Regions from separate parts of the Lactuca sativa genome. Here region 1 is linked to region 2. The links are chromatin contacts, called in public Hi-C maps. All regions are on one chromosome and are shown on one strand. Each heading gives the region's core, a stretch centred on a gene start, on an enhancer-like site or on the middle of the called end of the contact. The rest is flanking DNA. Distances are from core to core; before and after follow the strand shown. Region 1 holds the start of LOC111911968 (zinc finger CCCH domain-containing protein 53). Region 2 holds the start of LOC111910011.

The links. A called contact is a pair of places that touch in the nucleus more often than the background predicts.
Region 1: a Hi-C map of seed shows a contact between it and region 2, with 6 times the contacts expected there. The contact joins the promoter of LOC111911968 here to the promoter of LOC111910011 in region 2. A contact is called at or near these places in 2 of 4 Hi-C or Micro-C datasets (leaf and seed).

The regions. Positions count from the first base shown.
Region 1 is chr1:145,018,038-145,023,773 of Lsat_Salinas_v11, forward strand. LOC111911968 (zinc finger CCCH domain-containing protein 53) reads right to left here and starts at 3,464. Exons shown (of 9, transcript XM_023907735.3): 1 at 3,113-3,464; 2 at 1,427-2,552; 3 at 1,160-1,345; 4 at 815-1,083; 5 at 468-731; 6 at 191-365; 7 at 1-103. The coding sequence starts at 2,412.
Region 2 is chr1:144,679,420-144,685,350 of Lsat_Salinas_v11, forward strand. It overlaps LOC111910011, which reads left to right and starts at 1,900. Exons shown (of 1, transcript XM_023905809.1): 1 at 1,900-2,391. The coding sequence starts at 1,900. The coding sequence ends at 2,391. It overlaps LOC111910019 (small nucleolar RNA R71), which reads right to left and starts at 947; the gene lies at 841-947. It overlaps LOC128127980, which reads left to right and starts at 4,878. Exons shown (of 1, transcript XM_052766734.1): 1 at 4,878-5,762. The coding sequence starts at 4,878. The coding sequence ends at 5,762.

The DNA.
Region 1 (5,736 bases), core at 2,214-4,713, 340 kb after region 2:
AATATTCTTGCCGGAGATCTCGTCATCATTCGAGAAGACAGTTCGGTAATCTCCGGATGCTTTGGGTGATGCAAAAAGGTTATCTGGGAGATTATGCTCCAAACTGCAAAATTTCAAGATTTAGAAACAATTCTAATTCAAGTAAAAATCATTGTGTTTCTCAAAATGGTATTATTACAACTATTTATACCTTTCAGGCAAATCAATATCTTCTTCATGATGAGGGCTTGATTTTCCATTACTATTTTCATCTTTTTTATTAATCTCCAAAGATTCCTTCTCTTTCTCCAGGTTTAAATTTACCTCTAATGTCTCATCGACATTGATAGTTACAGGTGTAACCATTTTAGACATCAAACCATCCTCTGAATCAAAACAAACACAAATCGATAAAATTAGCAACAAATTATTTCTATTTTCAAAAAGCATCAAATCCGATTTTTTTTTTTTTTTAAATTTATGTTTACCGGAATCTGGACTGGAACTGCTGCGGGTATCAGAAGCAAAAACCGACGAGTGATTCAGGTAGCTTGGAGAGTAACAGGTGGGTGAAGGAATGGCGGCGCCGGTGGACAGTGCACGGTGGTGATGGTGGTGGTTCCGTTTAACATCAAGAAGTTGCAGATCCATGATTCTCCTGTTTTGAAGCTCGATTGCATGTTGCAGATCCGCCTGTTCTTCAAGCTTTTTCCGCCATAGCAGATCTTGACTGTTGTACAGCATTCTCGCTCCTGATTCAAACAAAAATTCAAAATTGAGGAACGGATTTAACGTAATTGAAGACGAAGATTCAGATTGTTGAACGAGCGTTTACCTATCTGAAGATCGAAAGGGTCGCGTGAATCAAACCCAGTTGGGGAAAACTCGCTTCGATCGATTTGTTGTTGCTGTTGCTTTCTGAACTTATCGGGAACTTTACCCTTTTCTTTGTAGGGTTTTACAAGAACCCTAGCGTCGCATACGAAATGTGGGTTTCCTTTCGCGAGTATGAGTTTCACAGTTTCTGCGTAAACAAATGTGACGAATCCGAACATTCGTTTTTGCTGATATGGGATCCGAACATCTTGAACTGGTCCATACATGCTACGAAAGAGAAGAAACAAGATTAAAGAAAGATTTTTTTAATGTGATTTAACGATGGAAATGATTGAAATCGAACCTGAAGTAATTGGAAACGTCTTCTTCCCGGAAAGTACTATCCGCCGGAAAAGTTAAGTAGATTTGCCGTGAACCGGGATTCAGCATACCCATGGAGAAATCGCTCCGGTCGAGCCTTGACCGGCCGAATTTGTTCATCTCCTCCCCCATCATTAATGCCGCGGCGGCGGCGGCGGCGGCGGCCATCCTAGAAACAGAAAGTAATGAACTTTAGTAGTAATTGAGATTCTGAAGTTTGTGATTTAATGGGTTTTTTTGTTTTTTTTACCTGGGGCTATCTGATTGGAGAGGTTGCTGCTGGAGGAGAAAGTTCATGGATTTCGGGCTGTTTGGGAAGGGGAAGTTCGGAGAAGAACCGGCGGCCGCCATGAGCAACCGTTGTTGGTGGGTGGATTTAGATCGGAGAAGCTCTTGGCACTGTTCCATGACATCGAGTTTGCTCAAGGAACCAACTGTCATGGCAGCGATATCAGCTTCGCCGCCGGCGGTGTGAGTGAACCTGCAACTAGCTCCGTTTTTACAGTAGCCTCTAGCGAAGTAAAGACAAGGTTTCCATCCGTTAGGGTCTTCACCACCTCCACCGAATAAAATATCGTTAGCAGATGAGCTCCGGCGGTGTGGACCACCACCACCGCCACCGCCTCCGCCGCCGCCGCTCCATGGTGAGTACATGTCACCGCTGCCGTTAGGGGACATCAAATCCGGGTAGAAAAAATCGGTGGGTTTAGGGCCGAGAGTGGGAGAACCATCGTTGAGAAAAGAAAGCTGGTCTTGTATTTGTAATTCATCTATCAGATCAGGCTCGCTACTTCCGCCGTAGAACGGCGGAGCTGAGGAATTCAGATGGTGGTCTTCACTGGGTTGAAAATCAGAGAAATTAGAATTCGTCCACGAAGATGACAAGCTCGGGATACTGAGAGGCGACGGGAGATTAGTAACTCCGCCATTAACAAGCCTTGAAGCAGTCGAAGAATTCCCCGAGTTTTGCCGGGAGAGACTGTGGGAAGAACTGAACGGCGACGGCGACGCCGGAGAAGAAGGTGTCGACGGCGCGTTGCTCGACGGAATGCCAAGTTCTTTACGAGCTTTCATAATCACAGAGTGAACTAACGATTCAGGCCCAAAAGCTAACCGAATCATCTCTTTTTCGCCATGATCTTGAATTAGGAGAAGACCCATGATTTTTGAAGCGTATTCAGGATCCAAATTTTGGATCCTCGTGAACACAACTCTTGTTGCTTCATATGAATCCATTTCTTGATTTTCACTCGAACTGATTTCTTGTGTTTCTGCAACAACCCACAAATCTTACAAAGATTTTTGAGTGTTAGATCAAGACAACATAGCTAAAAAAGTAGCTAGAGCTCAATTAATTGCTTCTTCTTGATGTGCTCCTGAAGAGGAAACAAAGAAAAATCCAAGAACAAAGTTAAAATCTGAACAAACTCCATGGATGCTTGCATTCTACCTTCCACTTGAAAACAAAAAAAGAAACCTAAATTTAGAAAACCCCATTAGAGAAAGCTTCCATTTTTTCTCTTAATTTGAAAAACCCAACAATAAAGCAACTTCAATTTAGCAAACCCCATCAACGAAAGCTTGCATTTTCTCTTTCAACTCAAGAAACCCACAAAAAAAAATGGTAAATTTTTTAAAACAATAAATAAATAAATAAATAAACACCCGTGAAAGTAGGTTTCTTTTCCATTTGTTCAAAGTAATTAGTAAAATTCAGCAAAAAGAAACATGTAAAACAACACTAGAAAAATAGAAAAAAAAAAAAAGTCGATCAACAAAAAAGCTAAGAAACCATTGCAAAGCTTTTTAGTTTTTTCCCCCCTCACTTTCTCTCTCTCTCTATCATCACTTTCTCTCTCTAGAACCTTTTTATTCCCTGAAATGAAAAGAAAACGCTTGTTCGAAGTAGAAAAAAGCAGGCGTTAGTTAATCTTACCCCATATCAAAAAAAAAAAGGTATACTCTTTTCTTCTTCTGTTAGAGATGACGATATCGATGATGAGTGATAAAGGTGAAGAGGTTAATGAAACTGATCATGAAACTTGAAAGGAAGCAAAGTTAAAGAAAAAAACGACTCTCTTTCTCCTGATTATTTGCTATATAAAGTGATGAAGGGTTTGCATCAAGAAGCAGAATAATCAATTTGCTTTGTAGTTGCTGCTGCTTCTGCTTCTATCAAGGAGCTTGATTACAAGAGTAATAATTATAAAGCACCTAAAGAGTACCTTTGTTATGTTGGTTTCAGTGGGTAAGTGTAAGAGAGAGAGAGAGAGAGAGAGAGAGAGAGAGAGAGAGAGAGATTTTAACCTCTCCTACTTCTCTCTCCTATTGTAGATTGATGATATAAGAGAAAGAAAGTTGTTTACTTATGGCCCCTAAAGTTAGAGTGGATGTTAGTTTCTTTCCACAAGTTATGTTTCTTTCTTTTGTGCATGATGAATCTTATGTCTAAAAGTATGAAGGAGTTGGATGTTTATATTCGCATAAGCATAGTTTATGCCATTGTTATGGATTTTGTGATTCTTGGAATGATAACAATTAACATATCAATCATTGATGGCACTTGAAAGATTAATCGAATTATGTATGGTATCAATTTGAATGATGATATTGATTTAGTTATGATGATGTTAAGTGACAATAGTATTTTGTTAAGTACGAATCTAAAAGAAATTGTGGAAGTAATAAAATAATATTTATGATGATATATACAACCTTAATATTAAAACTTTTAAAAATAAAAAAAATGATTGTGTAGAGTTAAAAAAAAATTATTACAACCACAAATTAAAAGAATAGACTTTTTTTTATTGAAAGTTTAATAATCCATGATTAAGCTTTAAATTTCAAATATTTTAAAAATAAATATAGTTAGTGTTTCACGTTTTTGAATTACTTGATTATCCATGATGCTGGTTCGACATAGTCTTGGAGGAAGTGCAAATTAATTACCTTATATCAAATTCAAACAAATATATAGTATTTAATATTATACTAAAATAGAATATATTTTTGTTTTGTATTTTTCTTATTAATATTCAACAATTATAAAATGTAACTGTTCATTAACTTATATTAATTTGTTATGGTATACAAACTCACATTAACATATTTCAAATGTATATTAGAAATTTAAATATTATATTTAACAATAGATCAATTTTTAAGCTTATTACGATAAATATTTTATAAGAAATTTTGTAACGGTAAACCTATAATATAATCCAAAAATATTATCACATTTTCATTTTATTAATATCGACCTTAAATTAAATAATTTAACTAATGGTTATCCTCTTTTTATAAAAAAAAAAAATTATTAATTTAACTAATCTATTCTCATCAATCTGGAATATTTTATAAATTCTCTTGTTTAACTAAACATTTTTTAAACAAGTAATATTTTAATACAAAATATTTTAATAAATATCGTCGATATATACTTATTATTTTAATAAATACTATCACTAAACATTACTATTTAAATAATTAAATATAATACAATACAATACTTTAATAAATAGTAACACTAGACATGTAACTAGTTTGTATTAAATTTTATTATGATTCATAATATATAATATTATAATATATCGATCCCTTCATATATATATATATATATATATATATATATATATATATATATATATATATATATATATATATATATATATATATTTGAGTGGTTAATCAAAATATACAAAAAGATATATACACCCAAATGACATTAAGTGATAATAAGTAACCAATCATATAGTAAAAGGTTATAAAATAAGTATCCATTGAAATGCTCTAAGGCTATTGTGACCGCACACCCGAGTGTATGGCCGCACACATGAGTGTGTGGTTGCACACCCATCCTCCAGCCACACACTCATCCTTATTTATATAGGGTGACTCCTTCACTCATTCCTTTCATTTGGCTGCACTCTACTTTCTCTCTCTATTTTCTCCCTCTAAGAACTTCATCCAAGAACACTCTAAGGGCCTAAAAAACGTGAAGAATTACATCATTTAGCTTGTTATACAAGTAAAATACCTAAATCTAAGCCTGAAACTCTTCATGTTCTTTGTGTTCTTCATCACTTGAAGGTGTACGGCCGCACACCTTCATAAGGTGGCCGTACACACCTCAAAAACCCTCCAAAGTGAGAGTTTTGGCTCTCTATCTCTTAGTTGGACTTGGTTTGATCCTTGAAACACTTGAAAATCGACGATTGGAGCATAAACGAAGAATGTACGGCCGCACACTCCTGTGTGCAACCGTATACACAGTCTGGCCGCACACTCCTGTGTGCAACCGCACACATAGCCTGGTCGCACACCTTGGCCGTACACACACCCTAATGACCATACACCTCCTTTGTTTGATCACATAAGGTCCCGACAAGCATTTCCAAATCTTTAGGGTGGTTTCCCGTCATGTTTTGTCATGGAATACCTAAATCTAATACATATATGTGCTATTATATGTTACTAGGATCCACTTGAGTGCGATACCTCAATTGATACTCAACACTTGTAACCGATCATCCGCTCGAATCATCCGTCAAACGGTGA
Region 2 (5,931 bases), core at 650-3,149:
TTTAGTTTTAATATTCAGTTTAGAATTTCCTCAAAATTACACTGATACTCGCCGAGTGCAGTCGCACCTACTCGGCGAGTACAAGTGAATTTTACATTTAATTTTTGTTTTTTTTGTTGCATTTTTTTTGTTCTTTTTACTTTTTTATCTTGTTTATTTCAGGACTTTCATGACCAGAGGATCAAACACCCCGCTGGTACCCCCGTTTGAAGATCCCGAATCCGCATTGAAAAGGAACAAAGGAAAGGACGTGGAGAGCTCGAGTACACCTAAGAAGTCACCTTTGTCTAACTTGAAGACTGTTTTTGGGAAGAAAAAGAGTAGCAAATCAGGAGCATCCAGCGCCTCTTTAGTAATCGACAAACCAGTTAAGGAAGATATCGAGTACGAGACCGAGGAAGAAGAGGAGCCTACATACAAGCACGAATCCGATTTCGAGGAAGAATTAGCTATCACTATGGCTAACATTAATGAAATCCCCATGGGGGAATGGAAGAAGAGGATGCGCGACGACACTGGCCCGGGACTTGTGCAACCCGCAATTCCCGCGACTGCTACTTTCGAGCTCAAGGGTCATATCCTAGCTTTACTTAAAGAAATACCTTTCTATGGAAAAGACCACGAAGATGCCTACAAGCATTTGGATGAAGTCAAAGATGTGGCTGATTACTTCAATGTTCCAAATGTGCCTCGTGAGACTCAGCTACTTCGCATGCTTCCAGTGACATTCAAAGGTGCTGCAAAAGACTGGCTCAAAGCACTCCCCCCAGATAAGTCACCACATGGGCCAAGATGAAGGAAGAATTCATTGATCACTTTTGCCCACCTCCCAAGATAGCCAAGTTGAAGAAGGCCATTGCTAACTTTGAACAACAAGCTGGAGAGTCGCTATATGAAGCTTGGGAGAGGTATAAAAGTTTGCTAAGAAATTGCCTACACCATGACCTCAATAGCCAGCAAGAAGTCTCCATCTTCTATGATGGAGTCAATGTCACAACCAGGCAGTTACTAGACTCGCAAGGCCCGCTTACAAAGAAGCCGCCCCCGGTGATCAAGGAATTGATTGATGAATTCTCTAAACACTCTAGAGAATACCACAACCCTAGACATGATGTTACTAGGGGAGCCACATATGCAGCTACTAAAGACTTATCTGCGGTCATGGCTATGCTAAAAACCATGGATAGGAGGATGGAAAAAATGGACCAAACGATCCATGCTATTCGGGTGGGTTGTGAAAACTGCAATGGGCCTCACCTTACTAGAGACTATGACTTGGATGAAAACGGCAATAAGAAGGTGCAAGTTTGTTACTCAAGTGGAGACCGATATGATGAAGACTGGCACAAACAAAAGAAAGAGTGGCTCCCTTATGAAGAGTACAAGAAGTCCAAGGAGGAAAAGTTTAGGCAAAAAGGGAGAGGTTTCTACCAAAAGGAGGAGCCGGTACAAGAAAGAAAGCCAAGCTTGGAAGAAATGCTCACCAAATTTGTAGCTGCTTCAGAAAAAAGACATAGTGATCATGATGCTGCCATTCAAGAAACAAGGACCATGCTAAGGAACCAGCAAGCATCTATCCACAATATAGAAACGCAGCTTGGGCAACTTGCTCAAAAAATCAACCAAAGGTCACCGGGCGAACTTCCTAGAAAAACTGAAAATAACCCACGAGGCGCGCACATAAACATAGTCACAACAAGAAGTGGGAAAATAATCACTCCCCTGGCACCTATTCAGATTGAAGCATCCAAGGAATCATAGAAGGAGGAGGCAGAAAATCAAGCAGTAAAGCAAAATCTTCAATCTGACAGCTCTACTCACCGAGTACCACTTATGGACTCGGCGAGTACACCACCAAATCCGAAAGATCAGATCCCTAAAAAGTTGTACCAGCCTCCAATGCCATACCCAGCCCGAGCTAAGAAGGAGAAGCAGGAAGAGGAGTATCAGAAGTTTCTAGATCATATCAAGGCTCTTCAAATCAACATACCCTTCATTGAAGCCGTCATGCAAATGCCCAAATATGAAAATTTCCTTAAGGAACTCCTCACTAATAGAAAGAAGATGGAAGAAGTAAAGAAGGTAGTCCTTAATGAAAACTACTCAGCTGCTATACTGAATAAGCTACCAAAGAAGAAGGGTGACCCGGGGAGTTTGATTTTACCTTGCCAATTTGGCAACTTGGCTACCATTCATGCCTTAGCCGATTCGGGAGCAAGTGTGAACCTAATGCCATATTCATTCTTCAAGAAGCTGGATCTCCCGGAACCAAGGCCAATTCGCATGGCAATTCACTTGGCAAACAAGACGGTCACTTTCCCAAGAGGCATATGCGAAGACTTACTAGTCAAGGTGGACAAATTCGTCTTCCCGCTGATTTCATCATTCTAGACATTAAGGCGGATCCACAAGTTCCAATCATCCTTGGAAGACCCTTTCTCAACACGGAAAGTGCTATAGTAGATATGAGGGACTCGAAGCTCACCTTGCGGGTAGGAGAAGATTCAGTCATGTTTGGGGTAGATCAAGCTATGAAGTATGTAAGGAACAGTGACGAAACGACATTATCAATTGATATGCTTAATGAATTATTGGAGGAATGCATAAGCGAAGATTCCAGTAAGTTCACAGCTTATGATGAAGAATTTGATCCAGAAAAAGACTTAATGGAGATTGAAAGGCTGCTGGAAGAAGCTGAGTTTGAAGAATTGGTGAAGCAAGCTGACAGCTCTACTCACCGAGTAGGGCCGATATACTCGCCGAGTTCCTCCTTAGAAAAGGCAGAATTCGTGAATGCAGCCACAAACTCGCCGAGTACCCTACCTGCACTTGGCGAGTCCAACAGTCAGAACCAAAAATCTCAGCTCAAAACTTTACCAGAACATTTGGAGTATGCTTTACTTGAAGAGGGCAATCAAAAGCCAGTAATCATAGCCTCTGACTTATCCAAATCTGAAAAGGAAGAGCTAGTGCAAGTGTTGAAGAAGCGGAAGCGGGCCATAGCATGGAGCATCACCGACATCAAGGGAATAAGCCCATCTTATTGCTCCCACAAGATCAATCTGGAAGAAGGAGCAAAGCCGGTTGTACAGCACCAAAGAAGGTTAAACCCGAATATGCAAGAAGTAGTCAAGAAGGAAGTGGTTAAACTCCTAGATGCGGGAATTATCTATTCCATTTCCGACAGTTTGTGGGTGAGTCCGGTCCAAGTGGTGCCCAAGAAAGGAAGGATGACGGTCATAACCAACGAAAAGAACGAGCTAATTCCGACACGAATGGTAACCGGTTGGAGAGTGTGCATCGATTATCGAAAGCTAAACGATGCCACTCGTAAAGACCATTTTCCCTTACTTTTTATTGATCAAATGTTAGAAAGACTATCGGGCCATAGTTACTATTGCTTTCTAGACGGATTCTCGGGTTATTTCCAAATACCCATAAACCCAATGGACCAAGAAAAGACCACATTTACTTGCCCGAGTGGGACTTTTGCTTATAGGCGCATGCCCTTTGAGCTATGCAATGCACCTGCGACTTTTCAAAGGTGTATGACAACCATATTCCACGATATGGTGGAAAAATTCATGGAAGTTTTTATGGACGACTTTTCTGTCTTTGGATCTTCTTTCCATGATTGTCTCACAAATCTTGACTTAATGCTTGCTAGATGTGAAAAAACCGATTTGGTCCTCAATTGGGAGAAATGTCACTTTATGGTTAAGGAGGGTATAGTGTTAGGCCACAAGGTTTCCAAAATGGGAATTGAAGTGGATCGGGCAAAGATTGACACCATTGCCAAACTACCCCCACCAGCTAATGTGAAGGGCATTAGAAGTTTTCTAGGACACGCGGATTTTTACCGGCGTTTCATAAAAGATTTTTCCAAAATAACTAGACCTATAACACAATTACTGTTAAAAGATGCACCATTTAATTTTACTAAATAGTGTTTAGAGGCATTTGAATTTTTAAAGGAAAAATTAACTAATGCCCCGATCATTGTTGCACCAAATTGGAGTCTACCCTTTGAGATTATGTGTGATGCTAGTGACTTTGCATTAGGAGATGTCCTTGGTCAAAGGGTCGATAAGCACTTTCGACCCATATATTATGCTAGCAAGACTCTAAATCCAGCCCAAGAAAATTACACCACCACAGAAAAAGAATTATTAGCTGTGGTGTATACTTTTGACAAGTTCTGTCCTTATTTAGTTTTATCTAAAACAATCATTTTTACTGACCACTCTGCCATCAAGTATTTATTTGCCAAACAGGATGCCAAGCCAAGACCGATACGATGGGTGCTACTTCTTCAAGAGTTTGACATAGAAATACGAGACAAAAAGGGAATGGAGAATGTAGCGGCTGACCACTTGTCAAGGCTTGAAAACCCGCAATTGCATGAAGATAGAGTTGACGATGATTTTCCGGACGAGTATATTATGGTGACCATGGGAGAAGAACCATGGTTTGCAAATATAGCTAACTACTTAGCTAGCAATTACATCCCAAAAGATCTCACAAGTCAACAAAAGAAGAAATTCTTTTCCGAGATAAAATATTACTTTTGGGATGAAGCATATCTTTTCCGAAGCTGTGCGGATGGGATTATACGAAGATGCGTGTTCGGGAATGAAAGCCGGAAAATATTAGAGCATTGTCATAGCGGGCCTACGGGTGGACATCATGGAGCACATTACACTGCAAAAAAGATATTTGACATTGGGTTCTATTGGCCTACAATTTTTAAAGATGCAGCCCAATTTGTCAAAGAGTGTGATGCTTGTCAAAGAGTGGGAAACATTTCATCTTGAAATGAAATGCCACAACATAGTATCCAAGTGTGCGAGGTCTTTGATGTGTGGGGTATCGACTTCATGGGACCATTTCCCATGTCTAAAGGCAACAAATACATATTGGTGGCGGTGGATTATGTATCCAAATGGGCGGAGGCACAAGCGTTACCAACAAATGACGGTCGGGTAGTGGTGCGGTTTTTAAAGAAGCTATTTTCACGATTTGGAGTCCCGAAAGCTCTTATAAGTGACCGAGGCACACATTTTGCCAATGATCAACTAGAGAAGGTGTTAAAGAAATATGGGGTAACCCATAAATTTTCTACATCCTACCATCCACAAACTAGTGGACAAAACGAAGTGACTAATCGAGCTTTAAAGCGAATCTTGGAGAAATCGGTGGGGAGCAACCACAAAGAATGGTCGGATAAGCTAGACGTTGCACTTTGGGCCTTCCGTACAGCTTTCGAAACTCCTATTGGTACTACACCATATAGGCTTGTTTATGGAAAACAATGTCATTTGCCGGTGGAGATAGAGCATAAAGCTTTTTGGGCTTTAAAGATGTGCAACTTCAACATGGAAGAACTCAAGAACAACCGGTTAATGCAAATGAATGCTCTTGAGGAGCTTAGAAATGATGCATACTCTAGTTCATTGATCTATAAAGAGAAGACCAAGATGTGGCATGACAAGAGGATAAAAGAAAATAAAGAATTTCATGAAGGCCAAAAAGTGTTGCTCTTTAATTCACGACTAAAGTTATTCTCGGGAAAACTCAAGTCAACATGGGATGGTCCTTTTCTGGTAAAGACGGTGTTTCCACATGGTGCTATAGAGCTATTGTCAAGAGATGGAACACCTTTCAAGGTCAATGGACATCGGGTTAAAAAGTATGAAGAAGGAGTCCCCAGGAATGAAGGAATGGAAGAGTTGCTGTTGCTGGAAGGGATTGCAACCACGTAGAAGGGGAGGAGTCCAGCTAACGACTCCTTAAAAATAAGAGCTTCTCGGGAGGCAACCCAAGTCTCAAGTTTGCATTTTCTTTCCTTTATTTTATTTTTATTTTTTTATTTCATTCGTCTTCTTCTAAAAACATAATTGCTTGAGGGCAAGCAATGCCTAGAGTGTGGGG